Regions from separate parts of the Bombyx mori genome. Here region 2 is linked to region 1. Evidence: chromatin contacts called from public Hi-C data. All regions are on one chromosome and are shown on one strand. Each heading gives the region's core, a stretch centred on a gene start, on an enhancer-like site or on the middle of the called end of the contact. The rest is flanking DNA. Distances are from core to core; before and after follow the strand shown. Region 1 holds the start of LOC101740740. Region 2 overlaps LOC101740740.

The links. Hi-C and Micro-C count contacts between places; a contact is called where the count stands out from the background.
Region 2: a Hi-C map of whole pupa shows a contact between it and region 1, with 2.4 times the contacts expected there. The contact joins the enhancer-like site here to the promoter of LOC101740740 in region 1. A contact is called at or near these places in 3 of 7 Hi-C or Micro-C datasets (midgut and whole pupa).

Annotation. Positions count from the first base shown.
Region 1 is chr5:11,515,675-11,520,271 of ASM3026992v2, reverse strand. It overlaps LOC101740740, which reads right to left and starts at 2,188. Exons shown (of 6, transcript XM_012693862.4): 1 at 1,916-2,188.
Region 2 is chr5:11,568,188-11,572,703 of ASM3026992v2, reverse strand. It overlaps LOC101740740, which reads right to left. Exons shown (of 6, transcript XM_012693862.4): 3 at 2,103-3,732; 4 at 1,245-2,017; 5 at 25-154. Among protein-coding and RNA genes, the nearest start is that of LOC101740740, 52 kb to the right of the region's middle. Within about 2 kb of position 1,688, at least 7 of the 8 cell types and tissues checked have open chromatin away from gene starts, as enhancers often do.

The DNA.
Region 1 (4,597 bases), core at 939-3,438:
TACGATAGAACAAAAAAAAAACATCGGTTAAATAATGCTCCAGATTGATGTTTTTGATAAACTATTTAGACTACTTTAATATTTATATTTAATTACTTTTATTATCCATATCTTACAGTTATTGTCATTCTGTATGATACCATTGTTGGTTTAAGTGTATGTTAAATTACTTAAATGAATACTTTCCACCCGTTTGTTCATTTATATATATTGAATGATGTAATTGAATATTTTATGAATGTGCAATCAAATATATAAAATTCACACGATTATTTGGGAAGTGTTTAACATAATAGTTGCTGATACGTCCCAATTATCACAATATTACTTAATAAAATTCTGTTTAGATCTTTTTATGTATGTACAAAGTATGAGTAGATTTTTTTACCCGTTTATAATTTGTTCTACGCGTAACCAAAAAAGGAAAGAGTGTAAACATCAGAAGAAAACAATGTTCCAACTGTTTAAATATAGATTTTAATTAAACTCGTTGACTGTCATTACGTAAGCCCCTTTAAGTAATGTTGCGGTAAATTCCAGGGAATAAGGGCCGGGATTTTGTCTTCATGACTCCAATCACGGGCGCTGAGACAGAGTTTTAATTCGTTTTGCGAGGGCCAATCGTTTTGACAGCGGTAATTAATCGTCGTTGATCCAACAAGCCAGGAGTGGAGTTGGTCTCTGCAGATTCCGTCTTAAAGGTATTTCGACTCTATTCTCTTACCCTAGGTTTGAAATTTAATTAACGGACAAATCACTCATTGTCTAAAGTAAACCTTTTTTCATCTTCAGATTTATTGCTATTTAAGGTCTATTTTGTTTCCATTTTCTTTGAATTCACAAATAGTTTATTATGTTCCCATAACCGAAATCTTCATTGATCATGTTATATGAGATCTATCGAAATCGGGTTAACGAATCGGCATTTAAGCCCCTTTAACTAAATCCATGCATAAACATTTCATCGCTGAATAATGATTATAGCTATTTTGTTTTCGGGCTATACACGTCTAAGAGTGAATATTAATAATGGGAAAGCGTTCGTTAGGAAATATTGAAGAATACCGACACCCGAACACAGAGACACCTCAAGGAATAAAATAATGACACACTATCATCTGGTCAAAAACTGGTTTTAGTCAGCGAACGGCCCGACCCAATAGACTTGAGCGTGGCAAAGGAAATTTTTATTGCTTAGAAAATAATCAAAGGGAGTGTTTGTTGTCTGACAGTGTTCTTTATCGCGACGAAGTTCTTTTCATGATCATCGAAGAATGAATTGTTTTACGGTGGCAGATTTCCAAGTAAACAGCCTTAGAGTCGTGAGCTTGGAGCCTTAAAGATCAAAGTCTCAAAGCCCATGACTTTAAAAAAAAAGCATACATTGCTATTAGAGACACAACGGTGAATGCATCTGACAACAATTCACGTAACTGACGGTTTTTAAGCATTCTGTAAATTGCTACATTGTCTTATCGCCAATGTAGGTACTGCCTCTTTTTTTTTCCTCCACTTAATTGTCAGTTGCCAAAGAGGCTATTCCAACCACGCGAGGACTTGCTAACATTAGCCTCGGCAGTCGACAAGAACAACCTCTTTCATGAAAGACACACATAATACTGGTAGGGTGACTACATCAAAATGATCAGTTAAACAAAAGATTTTCAAATATATTTTTTTTGTATATATGGGTGGGCGGGCTCACAGTCTACCTGATGTTAAGTGGCTACTGGAGCCCATAGACATCTACAACGTAAATGCGTCACCCACCTTGGGATATAAGTTCTAAGGTCTCAGTATAGTTACAACAGTTACAGTATAGTTATAATAGAAGGAATACAGATTACATTACAATAAAATGAATATGACAATTAAATGGACGTAAGTATATTGACTTATTGACGAAAATGCTTACCTCCGACAAACAATTAGTACACCGGCACAACGTAAACTATGGTAACAAAAACAGAATTGATGGTCTGCGAAACGTCCAGGGGTATTCCGCTGAGAAATTCACGGAATACTATTATTGTGAAGCACCACGTGATGTAAATGTGTATTTTTTATTAAACTATATTAAGTTTCACTCCACTTACAGTCACAAGTGTGTGACGAAGAGAATAACTTAGTTTCGCGAGAGCACATGAAACAGAGACGTGAAACCGCAACGATCGTTCGTTTACAACTAGTTAGTTGCATTCATTCGGCCCTATTCGGCAGCCGGCGTCCGGCGTTCGGCAATGTTCGGCAACGGGATTCAATACCGAACGCGTTCGAGTTATCGTGCATAAAATTCGACCATAGTTCGCATTACTATCATCTTAGCACAATAATCAGTTCAATGATGGCTGTTCAGGCGCCTATGCATAAGTAATGCTAAAAAAAAAATTGAATTTCTTTTTACTTGTACGAAATTTCTGAATTATGCAAAGATTTTCATTAATATTTTTAAAATTGCATTATTTGCTGCCGAGACAGAAATGCGAATTTTTATGAAATTTTGAATTTTTATTTTTATGGCCTAAATCGTTGCACAGCCTCATGGTCTACCTGGTTTAAAGTGGTTTCCAGAACCCATAGACATTAACGTGATCGCCTCTTACCATGAGACATGAAATTAGACTAAATCTTATTGTAAAGCGACTGTCTTAATCTTAAGACCGGGAAGTATTACTGTTTCTTGGCAAAAACAATGAGGTTAGTAATTACCTATCGGTGTTGACTGCGGAACTACCACCACCGGTAAGCTCTCGTCATCGCGAATCATCTGGAGTAACTGGGCCCGCATATAAACTTTAAGGCTGGTAAAGTAAGGTAGAATGGATACATTTTTCTTCGGTTGTACGATGGTAGAGTGGAATCATTACTTTGATAAGTCCCTAGAAGAACTTCAAAGGAAAATCGGTAGGAAACAGTGAGCTACACAAAGCTGTATCAAAAAGTAGTGAGGACGACCTACTCCTTGCTAAGAAAAAAAAAGAATACTGGTCGGCATAGCTCAGATACATATTTGTAATATTAATAAAGAAAAAATCTTCGATTCTCTTTTGTTTTTTTTTCTGAATGTAGTCATTTGTTTGCTTCGTCTCGGAACGTATTCTCGAAAATGGAGAAAAACGAAATGCGAGCGGTTATTAAATACCTCTGTTTAAAAAAATTAACAACGCAGGAGATTTATTGCGATTTAGAGGCAACATTAGGAGAGTCTGCTCCGCCGTATTCCACTGTCGCAAGGTGGGCTTCTCAATTTCGAGTAGGGAGAATGGGCACGGAAGACGAACATCGTTGCAGCCGTCCATCCACGTCAGTCACCCAAGAAAATGTTGCGAATGTCGAGAAAATTGTAATGAGCGATCGAAGAGTTACCATCTGACACTTAATAGAAGAAACGAACATTTCATATGGAAGTTTTCAATCCATATTGAACAATCTTTGAATATGAAAAGAGTCTCCGCAAGATGGGTGCCGAGAATGTTAATCGACAGTCAGTAACAAAATCGACTTGACATTTCGACGATATTGAAAACTTTTTGTCTCGTTTCGTAACAATGGACAAAACCTGGGTCCGTCATTTTGATCCCAAGACAAAACAGCAATCTTCGCAATGGAAACGGCCACCATCACCGACCCCGAAGAAGTTTCGTGTCGTGGCATGGGCTGGCAAGGTTATGGCCTCAATATTTTGGGACTCAGAAGGGATATTGTTGATTGATTAGAGCGTGGAACCACTATTACAGGCCAATATTAGGCAGCTTTCATTTCCATGTTGAGTAATGCCATCAAAGAGAAAAGGAGAGGGAAGCTTCGAAGGGGCGTGCTGTTTCATCACGACAATGCACCCGCGCACAGGTCGGCAGTTGCAATGGCTGCCATTCAGCAAGCTGGCTTCGAATTAGTTGACAACCCCCCTTATAAACCAGATCTGGCGCCTAGCGATTTTTATGTGTTCCCCAAATTGAAAGAATACTTAAGGGGAAATAGGTACGAAGACGATAGCCAGGTGATGGATTCCGTGGAGAGCTTTTTGCAGGACCACGACAAAACTTTTTTTTAAAGGGTTTGAAGCCTTGGAAAAGCGCTGGACTCGGTGTGTAGAGAGACTCGGAGACTATGTATAAAAATAAATTATTAAGTTATCAATTGTCATTATATTCTATCTCCTTCTCACTACTTTTTGATCCTCCTAGTATGTTTAAAACTTACTTCGTTTTTTCATTATAATATATATACTGATATTTTTAATTTGAAAGTTTGAATGTTTGGATATTTGTTACTCAATCTCCCAGAACGGATTTGTATGAAATTTCGCACCAATAGAGATATCACCTGGATTGGCATTTAGGATACTTTTAACATGGTAAATTACATGTTCGTCGCAACACCACCGGCGCGGCGGGCGGCGTTAATAACATATCCACTGTAGTGAACACGGCAGCTTGTTCACTGATTCGTGATTTTACGTACCAGTGGATTTACAGATCGACTGGTAGATCAGAGACCAGAGAGGGAGTGACACAATTAACTCTTTATCCCGAAAAAAATGTAATGTCTAAATGCAAAATTCATTATAAATCTTAAAAATTTAAAGCGATCCAAA
Region 2 (4,516 bases), core at 439-2,938, 53 kb before region 1:
TACTCTCAACTACTGCATACTCACTGCGCTGTTTTGACTCGTCGACATATCCTGAGCTCTATAGATCCGGACCTGACTGCTTTGAATAGTGCCAACGCTTCTACATGAGCCAGTTCATGACACGCCTGACCGTTGACCGCCAACACCTCATCTCCTGAAACATATTTTACGAAAATTTTCATTCAATATCACAAACAGAGTATTGTGAGCTACCGACATTTGAGTGTTGGATTGAAAGCCATTCTAAGAATATAATAATATATACATAAGGTAACGAATTTTTAATGCGATTTTAGAGTAGCAAATATAATGGGGATTTTAACAGTTTTACTATTGAATCCCGATCACACTCCAAACTAATTTGGAGTTTCAATTATTTATATGCAGTGTTATGTTATATTTGATTTTATTAAAAATAAATCGACAATTAATGTTCTAAGCAAAAGTATTCCGCTGCTTAGTACCTTAGCTTTCTGATACGTGAATAAAGCATATACTGGAGTCACAAATTGAAGCTTCGTGAAATTGGCACTAAAGGTACTGACTAGTACCACTACACACTGCATAGGTAATGGCACCATCAACGTATGATCCAGGTGGCGCTCGAGTAGTTTTAATAAATGGACGTTTTTCATAGTAATTTTTTTTTGTTTCTTTTGTAGGCATAGAAGCATACGGCCCCCCTGATGGTGAGTGGTTACCGTCGCCCGTGAACTTTAGCAATGCCAGGGGCAGAGCCAAGCCACAGCCTACTGTTTTAATTTTAGCAATAGCCACAAACCAATGGGACTATGTTTCACTAACATGTTTAATTTTTTTTAAATAAGTAAATTTTTCAATGTACGCCCAAATCATTTTCTAGTACATTAAATATCCGGTTGCTGAAAGTCATATACTTATATTATGTACCTATATAATATGTACACATAGTTGCGTTACTCCAGTTTTATAGTAAGCCAACAGACAGGTTTTCGTTATTATAAAATTACTTTAACTATCTCATTAACGTAAGCATTTGCATAAAGAACAAGCTACTTACTGTAGAAGACTTGATCTACAAATAACATAATAATTTACATTATTATAATGGTGATTTTATTATTGCGTGTCGTCATCAAGCAGCTAAACGACAATATCGTTCTTATCAATTGCATTCCACGATGTTTATTAACTCGAATAAAACTATGTTTTATCAATAAGTGGAAATCGATGTTCTGATATTGATATACAATCAAGTGACGTACCTGCTTTTAGTCGTCCATCGTCGACTGCTTGGCCCTGTGGAAGGATGCTCTTAATGAATATTCCGAGTGGACCTCGCGGCGAGTCGCGTCCTCCCACGATCGTAAAACCGAGCGGTTTCTTCCCGTGACCTTTCTCAAATGTTATCGTGTGATACGTGTGCGTGGGCGCTCTCGGTCTCCGGGGTAGCGTGCAGAAATTCGTTGCGTTTTGTGTATTTTCAATTTCACTGTCATTTTTTTCTTTAACACGCTCCGAAGCACTGTCCGTGGTGTCCACGTTTGCAATGTCGACAGCGCAACTGAGGGCGAGCCCGTCCTTGTTGGCCCCGGCATAGCTGACCACTTGTCGACGCAGCAGTTTGTTGTTCATACTACTATAAGTCGCGTTCTGTCCCTTTAGGAAGTGGGAGTGCGCGTTGGCCGCACTGTCGGCCACCTCGTCCGCCACTGATAGCGCGCTGCGATTACACGCGGACTCATCCTGCGAACGTCGACCAGTTATTTTGACGTCATATTTATCAATACGTTTTTCCTTTCCTAATATTATTGCGTTTTCGTAATCAACGGAGCTTTCGCGCATCAGGATTGCGCTTCTGTGTGACGAATCGCGCTGTCTTTGTTCTGTCGATGATTTATCGCGTTGTCTGCATATCACGATATCAATTTCGGAAGTTCCTGATTTCAAGGCTTCTTTAGCTTCTGACATAGTAAGATCTCGAAGTCTTCTGCCGTTCACGTTCAATAGTTCGTCCCCAATGCGCAGAGTGCCTTCTCTGAAAAAGAATAATGCTTGTATTGAAAACTCGAAAAATTGTAATGGAAAAAATAAACACAAATATACATTGTATTTTTACTAACTTTTCAGCTAATCCTCCAGGAACTACATGTGCAACTAAATATCCGATATGACCCTCATCCGTGAGCTTGGTTTTGGCTATAAAAATACCTAATTCATCTGTTGGATTCCTTCGGACTATTTTGACAACTTTAAATTCATTTTTATCTGGTTTACTACCTCTAGTTGGTTTTCTACACGGTGGTATTGGAGGGATACCAGCGTCTCCTAACGTCACATCCCTTTGTCGCATTTTTTGTTTTTCAGTCAGTTGGAGGTATTGAGGTTCATCGTATTCATTTTGTTTGGTTTTTGGCATTCGCCTCAGAATTTCCTTGCGATCAAGTGAAAGTGCTCTTTGGGAATGTCGCGGCCGTGGTCTTGGACCGTCCCTCCGCTCTCGGCTCATTCTACCCGATATTCTAGGCTTTGGATAGTTTTGATCACCGGACACACTTCTCCCGTGACACGGTAATAGTGCATTAGCTTGTGAAGCTGAGCTCTCACACCGAGACGATATCCGATCACTATCAAATATCGATGACGTAGCTGATTCGTTGACTAGAATACCCGAGTCGGCGTCTTCGCAGTCTTGTATTAAAACGTTCTCATCGTCACACGATATTTGATACGCGTCGTCGTGAAAGACGGAATGACTTTTTTGGAAATCGTCCAATCCCGGTAAAGCCCCATATGAAAAGCTACGTAATTTTGCCTTGACTCCTCCTCTTTTTTTTCGACTTTTACTGACAGCATTAGTTGATTTGGTTGCATTTTCGATATTTCCAGTGTCTTCTTCAGCTTCGCCTCCCGGTTTGTATAGCTTGGAGAAAAATTTGTTCGTAGAAGATTTTAAGTATCTATCAGACATTGCTCGTATTTTTGCCGATAGACATGAACTGGGACCAATAGAATCTTTACCATCTTTAGTTTTTAATTTATCAGTCTTTTTGTATTGAGATTTCATTGATATCGGAGCTTCATCAAATGGTTCATATTCGTCATTAAAGATTTGGTCACTAGATTTTGATAATTTTGCGCCGGCTTTAGGTATAGCGTGGTATCGGTCACATTCTGAACCGGAGCTGTAGCATCTTGTACCTCTATTGATAAATGACTTTCCCTCCCTCCACTGACTTTCTACAGGACTAGTTACACTTTTGGCAAAAAATACTTCATCGTCGTAATTTGGCATTTTCACCCAAGGGTTTTGGTTCTCGAATTCAAGGTGGGCGTCAGAAAAATTGTTACTGTACCGACAGCTAGTTACATCATCAATGTGACCGAAGCCGCTACAGTCACTTTCTGAAGTAGATGCTGCATCGTCGCCATGCCTTAAAGGACCGTTGGATTTGAAACAAGATAGTTTGGTGTTCTTCACTTTGTCGAGTAGTGGGTTGCGTCTTTCTCGAAACACCATGTATTCCTTCTCGAGGGAACCGCCGCGATTTTTGCGCGATGTATTATAGTTCTCCTGCGGTGAAGTGGGGCCGTTTTGTAAAGATATGCGCCGGGTGACCGGCGTTTCACTGCCGTGATTACAACGGTGAGGAGATTTCTCAACTATTATTATTTGATCGTTGAGGTTATAGAAGTTGGTTTCAACCGAACTGCCGCTACTTTTTCTGTTCGGGTAGCGTACCGGCGATATATCTGAAATAAGAGATAAACAAAAATCATTGTTTTGACACATTTTGAAGTCAGTTTAGGATTCAGATTTTCTAATAGCTTGTTTCGAAATCGAATGTTCGCGGATGTTTTTCTACAATGCTCTTAAATCTTAATAAACTTTAAGAACGAATGAAAGAATATTTTACATCCAAATTTGTTTGTTGAGTTTGCTTTAGTCTCACACTAATTTTCCAGTATTATAGTTTAATTACATGCGAGACTTTTTTATCTAATTAAGGTGAGAAATGCATACACTTTACAATAGTCAAACGGTCAAGTATGAAAACTATTTGTGCCTCGCCCTCCTCTATGCTTGTTACGTAACGGTAGCAGCTAATTTCCATGTTTGTTCACCTGAATCCACTGTTATACAACCATCAAGACGTCTTATGTAAAGCGTAGGTAAATACTAAAAAGCCGCGACAAATCCTATATGTAACGCATGATTTCATAATGCAGTGATGCGAATACGAACGAAGGTACGACCTCTTGTGAGTCCGCGCGAGTAGGTACCACCACCCCGTCTATTTCTGCCGTGAAGCAGTAATGCGTTTCGGTTCGAAGGGTGGGGCAGCCGTTGTAACTATATTTGAGACCTTAGAACTTATATCTCAAGGTGGGTGGCGCATTTACGTCGTAGATGTCTATGGGCTCCAGTAACCACTTAACACCAGGTGAGCTGTGAGCTCGTCCACCCATCTAAGCAATAAAAATAAGTAAAAAAAAGGCTTGTTAAAATGATAACGTCCAGAACGTGTCTACCGAA